Linked DNA regions of Mus musculus: region 1 is linked to region 2. A link is a contact called in public Hi-C data. All regions are on one chromosome and are shown on one strand. The core of a region is the stretch at or near the end of the contact, and the rest is flanking DNA. Distances in the headings are between cores, read along the strand shown. Region 1 has its middle 28 kb from the start of Crhr1. Region 2 has its middle 27 kb from the start of Gm35420.

Evidence for each region. Hi-C and Micro-C count contacts between places; a contact is called where the count stands out from the background.
Region 1: a contact with region 2 is called in a Hi-C map of the N1E-115 cell line, with 4 times the contacts expected there. The contact joins two enhancer-like sites. A contact is called at or near these places in 1 of 15 datasets of contacts at CTCF or cohesin (pro-B cells), 8 of 484 Hi-C or Micro-C datasets (the N1E-115 cell line, cerebral cortex, embryonic stem cells and 5 more), 4 of 115 datasets of contacts at active chromatin or transcription factors (bone marrow-derived macrophages, embryonic stem cells and large pre-B cells) and 1 of 9 other capture datasets (bone marrow-derived macrophages).

What each region holds. Positions count from the first base shown.
Region 1 is chr11:104,100,877-104,108,310 of GRCm38.p6, forward strand. No RefSeq gene overlaps it. Among named protein-coding and RNA genes, the nearest start is that of Crhr1, 28 kb to the right of the region's middle. Within about 2 kb of position 5,630, at least 19 of the 459 cell types and tissues checked have an H3K27ac peak or open chromatin away from gene starts, as enhancers often do. A contact at or near this core is called in the N1E-115 cell line, where this site is marked.
Region 2 is chr11:104,000,595-104,007,293 of GRCm38.p6, forward strand. No RefSeq gene overlaps it. Among named protein-coding and RNA genes, the nearest start is that of Gm35420, 27 kb to the right of the region's middle. Within about 2 kb of position 3,012, at least 12 of the 459 cell types and tissues checked have an H3K27ac peak or open chromatin away from gene starts, as enhancers often do. A contact at or near this core is called in the N1E-115 cell line, where this site is marked.

The sequences.
Region 1 (7,434 bases), core at 4,380-6,879, 100 kb after region 2:
GATGCTGGAACCCAGGGTTCACGCCTGCTGTATCTTGCTATCTGAACTACTTCCTCTGGAATCTGTATTGATCTGGCAGTCTGGTGAACAGGCTCAACACATTGAATCTTGGGGACTATGAACCTTAAGTCCCCACAGGGCCACAGTGGCCCTGTAAGCACCTGCCCCGATGGCCTCTCTGTGTGTGGTGCCCTTAACTGTAAACCTGAGCTGGGCAGTTGTGGCCAGGGAAAGAGGCCTCTCTCACCATGATTTGCTAAGAGATCAAGAGCCCCTGAGAAAAGGCTTTTATTTCTGTATTTCGGTTTCACAGCTTGGGGAGATAAGAGATAGCTCGTGTTCCCTGGAGACTGCAGAGGTCTGTTCTAGCCCGTCAGAGGGGCCCATGCCTGGAAATGGGAGGACAGAGACTGCCATTTTAAGAAAATGTGCCACGACACCTCTGGGGATCATGAGACAGGGGCCCATCAGGACTTCCTTAAGACACACAGTAAGCCTGTGTGTCACCAGGCCAGGGAGGCCTCCAGGGAGAGGAGAGAGGGGATGGTTTTGGTAGTAGAGAAGATGGTGAAAGAAATAAGGGTTTGGGGACATGGCTGCAGGTTGGAGGAAGTCAGGGAAGGGTGCTGGAGATAGGTAGCCCCATGATAGGCCAGAGCACTCTGAGTGTGTCCAGCCAGAAGCTTGTCTGGCCTCTACCACAGTCTCTGCCTCCTCTCTAGAAGCTTAGTTGCCGCTAGCTCAGGGGCATGTTGAGCTGACAGGCTGCCTAGCATGTAGAAGAGGAGACAGACTCCAGAGGTTTCCAGGGCCGGCCCTTTCTCATGTCTCACTTCCACAGTTCTGAGAGGCATGGGATATGCCTAGCCTCTCTCTACCCGCCCCACTCCGGCTTCCTCTCCCATCCCCAGTCAGAAGGTATTTATGGGGGCCATTGCCCTGTGACCTGCCCCTTCTTCGTTCTTTACAGTCCAGCCTTCTCCTTATCCCTGCTTCAGGACTGCATTTGAATCCCAGCTCTCCTGCCCACAGGTCTGCACAAACTCTCCACCCCGAATCTTGCTTCCTTGATTTGTAAAATGAGAGCATTGATGGTGGTCCCCTACCAAGGTTCTTTGAGGACCCAATGAAACTCCTGGCGCTCTCAGGCCTTAAAGGGTGAGGGTAGGACCCATACTATTAGATGGTACCTCCTTAGCCTTTTGGAGCAGGGTTGTGCAGTCGAATGCACTTGTTCCCGACAGCCTTCAACTTGAGTGTGTGGAGTCGGGAGGCAGAGCTGTTGTGTTTCAAATGCCTTTGGAGGGCCAGCCCTTCTGAATATAAGAACAGGATCCTCAACATGGAGGGCTCCGCTATCCATTTCAGGGCTGGGAACAGTAGTTCAAGCTCCTCATAGACCCCGTTTGGGCCTCCCAGTACAGACAGAGTGGTCTCAACTGGGATTCAAATCCTGTCCAGGCTCCACTATATTGCCTGATTCTCTAGGACCCAGAATCCCTTGAGATGGTGGCCAAAAGCCCATGAGAGCTCCCACAATTCATCTGGACAGTGTCTTTTTCTTCCAATTAACCGTGGTGTTCATGGGGCGGGGTGGGGGAGAAGAACTGTTTATTTCACAAAGTTCCACCCGTTGTGTATGAGAAACCGGGGTTTCCAGAGTCTGAGGTTTTCATCACATTCCAAAACAAGCCAGGGGCCACGCGATGTGCTGCAGACTAGCTGAGGTCAGAGACACTATTCCAGGTATGAATTTTATTGGTAACCAGGTGACACTTGAAGCGGCTCAAGAAATTGGGGCAAGAAAGTCCAGGGTTGTGATTATTTAGCACAGCCGGCGAGGAAGAAAAGGTTCTTTGTGGAGCCATGAAAGAGACCGAGCCCTGGAGAGCCCCTGCCCTGGGAGCCGCTGCAATCAGCTCCTCCATCGCAGCATTTGCCCCATGCCTTCTGGAACGTGCTCAGGCCCTTCCCCCTTTCAGCAGCCAGGGCCTCCTACTGCAAATCTGTTCAGAGCATCTAACTAAGATGTGACAAGTCCCTCCTCATTCACTGTCCCCTCCCCCTCTAATGTACCTTATCTTTTCTTTTTGTTTTTTTGTTTTTGGTTTTTTTTTTTTTTTTTTTTCACTTTCCTCGGGGAACAATGGCACTCTCTAACACAGCTGGCATTGTAAGGCCAGAACATGAAGCAAAGCGGAGGGCCTCCTAGGAGAGGTGCTATGGTATCCCTGAGCAGAGAAGAAATCCAGGCAGCCACTGGGGTTCACAGCCTCTTCTGCCCTCCCCATCCACTGTGCAGCTGCTATCAAAACCTCTTCATTTCTTGGCATCATCCCGACCCCTGTATCCCCTGTATTCCCTTCATCCCCTTGGCTCAACTGGCTTGTCACCTCCTCACCGCTGCCCTCGTCTCTCCTTGCTAACTTTCAGTATTCTGAAATCTCCCATATCCCAGCACTCACTAGCACACAGACTTTAGAAGCTTCTATTGCGGGGGGGAGGATGAAGCCCCTCCTGTCCTGGTGGCTCTAAGCCTGGACCCCACCTGAGCATCAAAGGTGGCCTGCCTGCTACTTGACCAGAGCCTCCCGTCCCCCTGCTTGTTTGATATCCAGCTGTCTCGAAGCCCCCAGAGGATTTCATGCGAGCACTGCCAATCAGGGAGTGAATTCTGAACTGAACTTATGTAGACGGAAATCCTAAAACTGCTGTCTCCTTTCCCTTCTTGGAAAAATTTCAAACTTTTCCCAACAGTTTGTATAAATTTTCGGAACGGTAACTTTTATGAAATCTGAAGGCAAGCCTGGGTAGAAACATGGTATCTGAATTTGGCATTCACATGAAGGAGTAATGGAAGCATGAAATACTCACTGGTTTTTGTTTTATGTTGGTTTGGTGTTGGGGTAGCGGTGGTGGTGATGGTGGGTGTTTGCTTGACTTTTATCTCAATATGTAGCCCTGGCTGTCCTGGAACTAACTCACTATGTCGTGGACCAGGCTGGCCTGGAACTCACAGAGATCCTCCTGCCTCAACTGCCCTAGCGCTGGGATTAAAAGTGTTTTCGTCATTAGGTTTTTAAAAAAGATTTCGTGTTAGGAACTGCCCATGTTCAAGAACTGTGTGCACCCTCAGCCTGCCTTCAGCAGCTCTGTGACAGTGGGCATGCCCTCACCGGCCACCAGATGCTACACATAGCCCACACTGGTCTGGAACTCACAGCGATCCTCCTGTCTCAGCCTCTTAAGTGCTGAGTTTACAGACATGAGCCACCACCACGTCCAGGTTCTTCCTGTTTTTAAGGAAGTTGCTAGAAAATTTAAAATGCTATATATGCCTGGGTCCAGTTCCGGTTTCTCATAGACTCATTTACTTCTGTCTCTGATCAAGTGTGAGCCATATTACAGGCCAGCCCTATCTCTCTCCCCACCCCTCAGGTTCACTCCCTGGACCCTTTATGGATGGCGGCTATTGGTATGCTACCTTTGCTGTGACCGACCCGATGCATGTGGGTGTTTGCAGAGCCTCTCTATCTATGTGTCCGTGTGTCTGTGTGTCCGTGTGTCCGTGTGTGTGTGTGTGTTGCATCTCATCCCCAGCAGATTCCTGGAGGTGAACACAGACATGCAGGCAGAGACTGCATGAAGACACGCTGATGGATGTCTGAGTAAAGGTTCAGTAATCCCACAAAGAGTTGACATGAGGACAGGGCTTCAGGTTGTCCCCTCCACCTGCATCCCCCAGGAAGGCTGAAACAGACAGCGCTTCCACAACAAGCTGATGAGACTGTCATGTAAGACGGAAACCACAGCCGCCCTGAAATCAAGATCGATGACAGCTTCCTTCACGCCCCTGGCTCAGAGTGCCCATCACTCCATCAGTGAAGAGAAATTAAATTGTCCTGCAACGTGGTTTGCTGTTCCCACAGCCAATTTGGTCGCTGTGAGGTAGTGTTGTGTATTTCGAGATGGTGACTGATTGACTGTCTGGTTTATTCACAAATAGCGGAGGTGTGGTTTGCAGAGCTAACCACACCACGGAACATTGAGGGGGGGGGCATGCTAGTTTCTTTTCTAAAGACATCATGACACAACTCGGGCTGGGGTACAGCTTTGTGGTAGAGCACTGCCCGATATACATGAAGTCCTGGGGTCTGACTCCGGAAGCCCAAGAAGCAAAGAAAAGTAAACACTGTGTCAGCCATCTATCTACCCATTCAGGCAGGAGTTCGCCCGCTGAGCCACTCAGTTATGCAGCTGGTATACCTGAAGCCCTGCTGAGAACTGGGCACTGCCCGGCCTTTTGTGGATGCTTCTAGAAAACCCAGATTCTGATACTACCCTTAGGCAGGTGACACATTCTCTGTGCCTGAGTTCCTTGAATGGGAGGAGCTGGCCTGCCGACCACAAAACTCCTAGGGATCCTGCCTCACTTTCTGGAAAGAGATTTCTCATTTGCAGGCAGTAGCCTTCTTTCTCCCTGTCCTCAGAGGCTGCTGGCCAGTGCGCTGGGAGAACAGAAACAGAAGGGGACTCCGAGCTTAGGCGAGTTAGCCGTCCCCACAAGCTGACACTCCAGTTGTCAGGAGTGTGCTGGCCCTGGGACAGGAAGAGTCAGCTTTAGTGAGCACAAGGGGGGGATTGGCTGTGTCCTGGAGATCTGGAGCAGGGTTGATCCCCACAGTTGGAGAGCAGTATTTTAGAAGCCATAACTTGTATTTAGGATTCCTTCTGGCTCCTCAGCACGCCACAGCTGGAGTCCTACACTGGACACTTCTAGGACTCCCTTGTTGGGTAGAGAAAGCTCTCATCTTTTCTGGCCCCTTCCTTCTTCCTCCTGGCCTCCTGGCCTGGCCTCGTTTCTGGGATTGCTTCTCATGCTTCAAAGCCCACCCTTGGGGCTCTAGACAGCTAATTTGGCTGGTTGTCCCACCTACCAGGTTCTCCTAGGAATCTTTGGCTTCAGCCTAACTGATAGGCACAGAGGCAGAACCCTGTCACTCTGGTTTCTGTGAGTGCTACCACTCCCCTCCCCCATTAAAGTCAGCTGTAGCCAGCGCGCTCAGATCCCTGTCTGGGCCACATCAGTCTTCATAATGAAGGAGTCTGATTATGGGCTGTCTGGATGGCAGGTGGGCGGAAGCAGAGGGACAAGGCTGGAGAGAGGTGTTGTCTGAACCCCAGCTTTGATCCTGCCTGAGTAGAGCGATTTTCTCCACCTCCTCCTCCAACAACCAAAGCCAGGCAACAAACCTATAAAACCCACACTTTGAACCACATTGCTGGGCATGCTACAACACCCCAGGATCTAAGAGAAGGCTTGAGATGAAGGATAGAAGTTCCGTGAGCATAATACCTCCATGGGAACCCCTCCTCTAACCTTGCTGAGAAATCCTCCCCTCCTCTAACTGAGGCCAGAAACAAACCCCACAGCAGCCCCTGAACCCAGCTTAGAAACTGGAACTAAATAGCTGTTCAATAAATGTTGTCAAATAAGCCAGGTTCTAGCTCTAAGACTGTAGTGAAGGTTTCCTGGGAAGGAGCCAGTTCTGAAGGGGCTGGAGGGTATAATTTATTCACTAAGCAGCATGCTTTAAGCAGCGCTCGGGTTCCTGGCACTGTGCCAGCTGCTAAGGCTCAAGATGAGGAGAAAATTAAAATTCAACAGTCTGCATGGAGCTCTCATTGGCACTGGAAGCTATGCTGGGTTCAAGAGATAAGAGGGTAAATGACACAGATAGTCATGCCTGCATGGGAGCTACGTTCCTGCCAGAGGAGGCAGGTAATGAGGGAGTTAATTGTGAATCAGCAAGATGGTTCCACGTTGCGTATATGCTATAGAAGACACAGGTAGGTTTGGAGGAGAGAGGCCAGTCAAGTGGTTTTCTTTGGACAGGGGAATTCGAAGATCTGAAGACTGAGCAGTTAGTGCAAAGGCCCTGGGGTCAGAGTCTTCTGGTGGCTTTGAGGAACAGGAAAGACTGAAGTGTGGCTTATGCAGGATTGAGAGCAGGATGGGGTGCCTATGTCACTGTTCTCTGCACATGAACAGCAGGTCACAGCAGGGCTGGGAGCTGCCTGAGAGACAGGGATATTCAGGGAAGCCCTGAGCCCACCTAGAAGGAGACCACATTGGCACCAAGTCCTGACACTCACTGAGATAGATGTAGCTTCTCCCCAGGACCTGCTCAGGAGTGGCTCTAAAGGGACACCAGCTGCATGTCATGTTGGCCCCTCCCCATGGTGCCTTCCTTGTCCCAAGGCTTTTTGCAGCCTCTTTGGAGTGTCTGTGTCTGGAGTCTCCTGGGGGGAGTGAGCAAGAGAGTTTAGCAGATGCTGCTGTGTCTGGGTAATGTTATTACGGCGCTCAGATCTGCTTTCATCTCACTGGTTTCCCCAGAGCTTTGACTCTCACTGAGCCCAGCATCCAGCAAATAGCCCCATTGCTGCCTTTTATCTAGCTGACTTTCAACTTGAGACACCCTCTTCCAGTGCCCAGTTTCGGAACCAGAGGCCAGAAACAAACCCCACAGAGCTGCAGTCCTCGGAGTGGGCTGTGCCAAAGCGCACAGTGATAATGCTAATAATTAATGATGTAGCGATCGCTGCAGGTCAGCTCCCTGTTCGTTGGGGTCTGGATATGCCTGACACTATGCTAAATGCTGACTGTGCACCAAAGTAAATCTCACTGTCTCAAGACAGATGCCAGTATGCGGGTCAGAGAGGCTAACTCACTCAGCGAAGGCTGCTCAGAAATGTGAGCTCAGGGCTGAATACGCAACAGGCTCTCTCCACTGTGTGTAAATGAGTGGATCCCAAGGCCTGGATGATCACATTGGATCCTTCAAGAGATTTCAGGTTCCTCTTCGCTATCATTTCTGGTCCTGGGCCTGCAATACTGCACAGTGCAAAAAGACACTTACCACCAATCCTGACAACCCAAGTCCCCTCCCCAGGAACAAGAACCACAGCCCTAAGCTGTCCTCTGACCTTCAGACACAGGCTGTGACATGCACCTGTGTGCGCATCCGTGCACACATGCTTACGTATATAACTACACGTGCAACTCAATGTTTTACAAAGGAAAGTCTGACTCTGCAGGTTTGCAGCAAGTCTGAGAACGTTTTCTGTTAGAGGATAGATAAAGAGAGGAACTGTTGGGTTGAGGAGGTTTCCTGGGGGAACTGCAGTGCTCCTCTGCGGTCTTCCATCCCTGACTCTCCTTCACAAACTGCCTGTCTCCATTCTCCTTCCTCTCCCTTCTCTTCTTTCCTTCTCCCTCCTCCCCTTCCACATTTCTCTTTCTCCCCCCTCTTCTTCACCCTCCTGTGCTCCCCCCCACCACCACGTCTTTCCTGCCCTCTCGTCTCCCTTTCCCCCTCTTCCTCACCTTCTGTTCCTCCTCCCAAGCAAAAGAACAGCAAAGGAACTGAG
Region 2 (6,699 bases), core at 1,762-4,261:
CTCTGCATCAGCTCCTGCTTCCTGACCTGCTTGAGTTCCAGTCCTGACTTCTTCCTTGGTGATGAACAGCAGTATGGAAGTGTAAGCTGAATAAATCCTTTCCTCCCCAACTTGCTTCTTGGTCATGTTGTTTGTGCAGGAATAGAAACCCTGACTAAGACAGATAGGTAGATAGACAGAAAAACATCCTTTGGGTACTCAGTGCATCCAGTAGAAATCAACTAAAGAAGCCCCTTTGAGTCAGTTGTCTGGAGTTTCTGATAGAGAGAGTCCCGGGCAGATCAGGGTCCCCTTGGGTGACACATCCAAGTAAAAGAACAAATAACAGCAGATAGAAGTGATAGCCGAAATGGGAAGCTCATAACATCTAGCAGATACCGACTGGGGAAGTTGAGGCAGTCATCTGGGGTGCTCCTGGCTGAGAGCTTTCCCTCCAAGGCTGAACTTCCTGCTTCTCTTCCCATGCTTGAGTCCTTTTTGTACCACGGGTTGAGCACAGCGACCTCTATTGAGAATGGTTCCCCTTCTAGCTGGGTGTCAGAACCCTGGGGTTTCCCTCTTGGGTTGTTGCTGTTCTATTTCATCCCCATTCAGAGTTGGGGGGCCAGTCCATGTCCGTGCAGGACACCCTTAGACCAACATCCTTGTATCTAAAAGGGGGCGGGGCACTTCTGCTTTCAGAGGCAGCTGCTCAGTGAGCTCAAACCGCATGCAACAAATTGCTAATGGAACGTATATTAGGCAGCACCCACATCTATTTTGAGACAAGGTCTGTCATTGGAGCATGACTAAGTAAGGCTAACCAGCTGCCCAGTGAGCGCCTCTACCTCTCTGGTGTTTAACACCATTAAAACGTAAAGCCCAGGTGTTTTTTTTTTTTTTTTTTTTTTTAAAGTGCATTCTGGATATTGAACGTAGGTCCCTGTGCTTGCAAGTATTTTGTCGAGTCATCTCCTCAGCTAATTCAGTAGGTTTTTTTTGTTTGTTATTTTAAGTAAATTTTCAGAGATGAGTACCCTTTACCACATCCTGATTTGAACGAGTCCTTTCTCTTTTGTTTAGGCTCATGGGTGACACATCTCCTCTTGACGTTTTTTTATCCTTCCACAGCTATTACTGACCAATCTTGCGGCATTTTCGGTTCAAGTTTCTCTCTGTGCTGGTCATTATTGCTGACCTGGCATCCGTCTTTTCTGTTGGAGATGCTCTTCGGGCTCTTGGCTGTGCTCTGTAGCACCAGGAGTGATGTAGAGAGACAAACTGAATGAAGTCAAGTGGACTCTGCATGGTTGTCAGCTGCCATTGTACGTTTCACTCGCAGAGCCAGAGGACCTGGCCACTTCTTTGGGGGCAGGGGATCCCCAGTGTCAGCAGCAGCGAGTCTTGTCCAGGGCTATTTTATGTACCTGGGGACGTTGGGTAGGAAATAGGAGAGGAGAAAAGGTTCTGATGTCCTATAGCACAGCTCGGTACCAGCGTTAGCAATAATTTACTGTGTATTTCAACATGGCTGGAAAAGGGATTTTAACTGAGTGTAGGTGGGAACTTGGGGTGTCCGACTTTTTTCTTTTGATTGACTCAGAAAATCTCAAATGGCCTTGAACTCTTTATGTAGCCAAGAATGGCCGTGAACACCTGAGCTTCCTGCCCCCAGCTCCCAAGTGCTAAGATGACAGATGTGAGGTGGCTCCTCATACCAACGTCAGCACGTCACCCAGGTTTTCCTTGGTACATCTCCTTCCTGTCTCTGCAGTGCCCAGTACCTGAGATTTCAGGCCGTGCCAAGATTCCACAGCTTGTCTTGGCTCCATCCTCACTCACATCCTGGGTGGGCACATGGTCTTCCAATGCCTCAGTGCCCATGAGGCCTCCCCCTGCTTCCCAGCTTCAAAACTCTCTTGACAGCTTTGATCTTGTGCTGGAAATCCCCCCCCCCCCAATTCCTTTTTTCTTGTGGACACATCCCTTCCATCTCCTTTGATTCCCTCGCCTAAGTCACATTTTAGTAGGGTTTCTGCAAGAAACAAGACATTCATGTATTTGATTTGCCACCTTTGAAATATGGAGGTCAAAGACTTAAGAATTTTAAAACATGAATTAAATTTTTTTGTAAGATAATGCGCAAAAAAAACCCCATAAAAATTAGACACATTCTTGGGGTTCCTTGGGATGTTTCTATACACATGCATTTTTGCTTAAATCAAGTTCAGTGTAGCTCCTGACACATTGTTGCTTAATGCTGAAAATATGCCAGATCTTTTTATTCTCTAGATATTTTTGATATTACACGATCTCCTTCACCCTTCTGTGACACTGCCCTCCAGAACTTCTCCCTTGTATCTACTGTAATTTTACAACCATGGCTCACCTCATTGCTTCTCTCCCCAGTACCTGGAAACCAGTATTCTTACTCTAGACTTCCATGAGATCAACTCTGTGTGTGTGTGTGTGCACACAAAGCTTGATGTTGAGTGTCTACTTCAGGTGTCTCTGTGTTAGTTTCTGAGACTCTCTCTGCATCCCCAGCGCTGAGGTCACTATACCTCTGAGCCCTGTCCTTAGTCTTTTGAAACAGAATCTTGCCACGTACCCAGACCGACCTGAAATATGTGCCTCTCCTTGCTCCCACTTCTCAAAAGTACTAGGATCATAGGACTGTGCACCGAACTTGGCTTATTTGTAATTCACTTCATTAATTTGGTTTTGAAGTTTGGGGACACTTTTATTAGGGTTTAAAAGAAAACCCCAAGGCAGGTAAATACGTGAATCTCCAAAGCTCCCCAGAGGAGGAAGATGTGAGAAGATCGGCTGTTTCATAAGCAGCCAACGTGGCAGAAGATGAGTAGTTTCAGAAGCTTCAGAGGAAAAGAGAGCCAGCCCAGAGTGTCTTCGAAAGCATGTCCAGGCTATGGCGATATCCAAAAGAAAAAGGAAGGCTAATGCTTTTCTGAGCAAGAAGAGTGGGCGGGGTTAGCACAGCTACGTGGCGGTAGCTCCATAAGCCACTGCCTATTTTTATTTATTTATTTTAGGAAACTCCATATTGTTTCCCATATGGCTGTGCTAATTTACGCTCCCAGCAACAGTGCACAAGCCTTCCCTTTATCTCTATATCTTCCACTGCCCTTGTTATCTTTGGTCTTTCCAGTATTAGCTCTTCCTGGCTAGAGCCGGGCACCAGCTCCCTGCTGTTTTGAAAGATTAGAAACTTAAATCTACATTGTTGTTTTGCAACACAAAATAGGAAGCGGGAGACTTCGCTTACTCTGTATTGTACAAAGCTGGGCAGCAACGACTTCTCAAATGTTAAGTTACTAAGTTTTTTTGTTTTTGTTTGTTTGCTTTGTTTTTCTGGGACAAAGTTTCACTGGCTGGTCTGGAACTCACAGACCCATATCTTTTGCCTCCCGAGTGATGGGATAAAAGACATATGCTTCCACACAGATGTATTTTATTTAATTATGTGGCTCTGTCTCCATGTGGGTATTTATATGTAAATACAGGTGTCTAAGGAGGCCAGAGGCTTTGACTCACGCAGAGCCAAGTTACAGGCAGTTGTGAGCCATCCATCATGGCTGCTGGGGACAGAAACCAGGCTCTCTGTAAGAGGACACTACTCATTCTTAGCCTCTGAGCCACTTCTCCAGACCTACACTAATTCTTAGAAAAACAAAACAAAAGATTTTAAAGAAATGACTTAGTTGTTAAGAGCAAATACTGTTCTTCCAGAAGACCCAAGTTCAATTTCGAGCAGCCATGGACGGTTGCTTACAACCACCTGTAAGTCCAGCTCCAGCGTGGTCCAGTGCCTCTGGCCTCTGCAGGTACGCACAGTCATGTGCACATATCTACCCCCTACCAACCCACATACACATAATTAAAAAATAAAATATTTTTAAAGTGAGCCTGGAGAGATGGCTCAGTGGTGAAAAACACTGGCTGCTCCTGTAGAGGACCAGGTTTTGACTCCCAGCATCTGCATGGTGGCTTACAACAGTGTGGAACTCCAGTTCCAGGGGATCCAGGGCCCTTTTCTGGTCTCCACAGATACCAGGCGTGCACATGGTATACAGATAACACGCAGGCAAAACAGTCATACACAGAAAAGATTTTTTTTTCCATTGAAAATACTGTCAGGCCGGGCGTGGTGGCGCACGCCTTTAATCCCAGCACTTGGGAGGCAGAGGCAGGTGGATTTCTGAGTTCGAGGCCAGCTTGGTCTACAGAGTGAGTTCCAGGACAGCCAGGGCTATACAGAGAAACCCTGTCTCGAAAAAGAAAAAGAAAAAGAAAAAGAAAAAGAAAAAGAAAAAGAAAAAGGAAAAGAAAAAAAGAAAATACTGTCAGAAAATGGAAGAAAATCCTGAGAAGGGACAGGAGTTGATTGGGGGAATAGATCTTTGACCTAGAGAGAATTGGAAAGAGTTGATACTACTCTGTAACTGGGAGACTCGGAGACTCTGGGACGGTGGAGTGATTCATTCGAACCCAGGTTCCTTAAAGTGAGATCTACCTTGGTATCATGCTCGTATCAACGTCTAAGCTCCCATGGAAAGGTAAACTTAAGGGTAGCTGGGGATGAGTGGACAAAGGTACCAGTTATATTAGTCAGGGTGGGTTGTAGTCAGATGCTACAGTCACAAGTGAACAGTGAAATTCAGTGACTAGCTGGGCACAATAACCAGGAGGCGGCAGCAGGGGGATTGCCATGAGTTTGGGGCTAGTTAAGCAGGTAGGTCTATGCCAGTCGAGGTTTACAGGACTTTGTCACACAGACCAAAAGCACAAGACAAAACAAACACCTTGACAGCAGTCCACTTAAGGGAGGAAGGGTTTCCTTTAGCTTCCAGTTTGTAAGGAGGTGTCATCCGTTAGAGAAGGGAAGGTGTTGAGGTGGGAGCACCCACAGTCAAGAAACAGAGCAGACAGGAAGTGGAGCTGGGCTATGAGACTTCAAGCCCCACCCTGATTAGCCTACTTCTTCAAGCAAGCTTCCACCTCCTAAAGTGCCACAGCTTTCCAAAGCAACGCCATCGGCAGGGGACCAAGTGTTCAAACCCCGGAGCCCATGTGGGACATTCGTATTCAAACCACAACATCCTTCTGATTCCGGGATCTTTTTTCCCTTCAACTTTGGGGCCTCATAGTTTGAAAGCCAGGGGTGATCTGGGCATTTTGAAGACTAAAGCTTGTGCTATTTTGGGTGTCGTCTGTAAGAATAATAGTATAAGAATATACTCAAAACAGATGTAAGATGGAGAAAAGGAGCATTCGAAAATGAAGAACCTGGAGATAAATTTAAATTTACCAGCTCTGTTCTCCTTTGGCCAGGACAAACAAACCCACAACTCCCCAGAAGCCAGTAGAGTTCTTTTTGTTTTTAAGTGTGTGTGTGTGTTCAATGCACATCCACATGTGTGTGAATGCATGTCTATATGTCTATGTGCAGACCCAATTGCATGCAAAGCCGGGAGGACAGCTTTGGGTATCATCTTCAGGAATGCTGTGCACCTTCTTTGAAATAGTGTCTCTCATTAGCCTGAAGAGCGTCAGTTAAGCTAGAGTGCCTGGCCAGAGAGCCCAGTGATCCTCCTGCCCCCAGCTCCTCAAGCGCTGAGATTTCATAGAACCATACTGAGTTTTTATGTTGGTGCTGGGGGTGGAACATGGGTTCTCCTGCTTGCAAGGTAAATGCTTTATGGACTGAGTCCAGTCTAGTAGACTTCTGTTTTCCCTCAAAAACTTGCTCTTCCACCTTCTAGATCATTTTCTGAGTGTTTCCTTCCCCAAATCTTACCACTGAAAGATTTTGAGTGCTCCCACGAGGTCAAGGAATTGTGCTGGCCTTTCCCCCACCTGCCTCTGGGGTTCGTCAATTTGGCACTGACCTCATTTGGTTCTGTCTGGTTCTGGCTAAGCATCCTGCCTCCGAGCTGGAGTCTGAGCATGCAGATGGTGACAAGGGAGAGGAGGGGAGAAGAACAGAGCCAGATGAGAGAGCGGCACATCTGGCACAGCACATCTGGGATGCAAGCAGTCCTTTGCAGGCTGCTCCTGTGTACAGAGAGGCCATTGCCCTGAGCAGGGAATCTTCCTGCCTGTGCAGTGAACTGCAGTGAGCTTGGCAGCCTTGGAAGGGGAGATTCGGCTGCTTCTTCCTGCATTCACCTGTCAGCCCGTCACCCTCTGGTGGGACTGGAGTCAAATGTTACCACACTATCAGTGGCACTGCACCTGGACACTCGGTTTGGAGCCCAGCTCCCAGCCCCATCACCCTAGTTGTCCCTGACATTGTCTGGACCTTTTTGAGCTGTCTGGGCCACCGTGTCTGGAAACCTCCAATCCCTACAGTCTGCAGACAGACTCCGAGGGCTTTATTTTCTCTTAGAATTTTTAGCCAACAGAAAATTATACACCCTTCATAGTTCTGAGGCCCGTCTCACCTGCTTAGTAACCAGGACCCACCACAGACTCCTAGAAGGACCTTGTAGGGGCCTTCATCCCCCTGAGCCTTCTTTCTAAGAAAATAACCCTGAAGTAATTACTTTACTTTAGTGCTCAGACTCAGGTCAACCTGAGCCTGAGTGTGGAGAAGCAATACAGACATCTTGTTTGTCCTTGTCCCAGGGTGATCGCAGAGCCCCCCACCAGTTGAGCACAGTGGGATGGCAGGCCGGTCAGGGTTCCTTCTCCTATGGC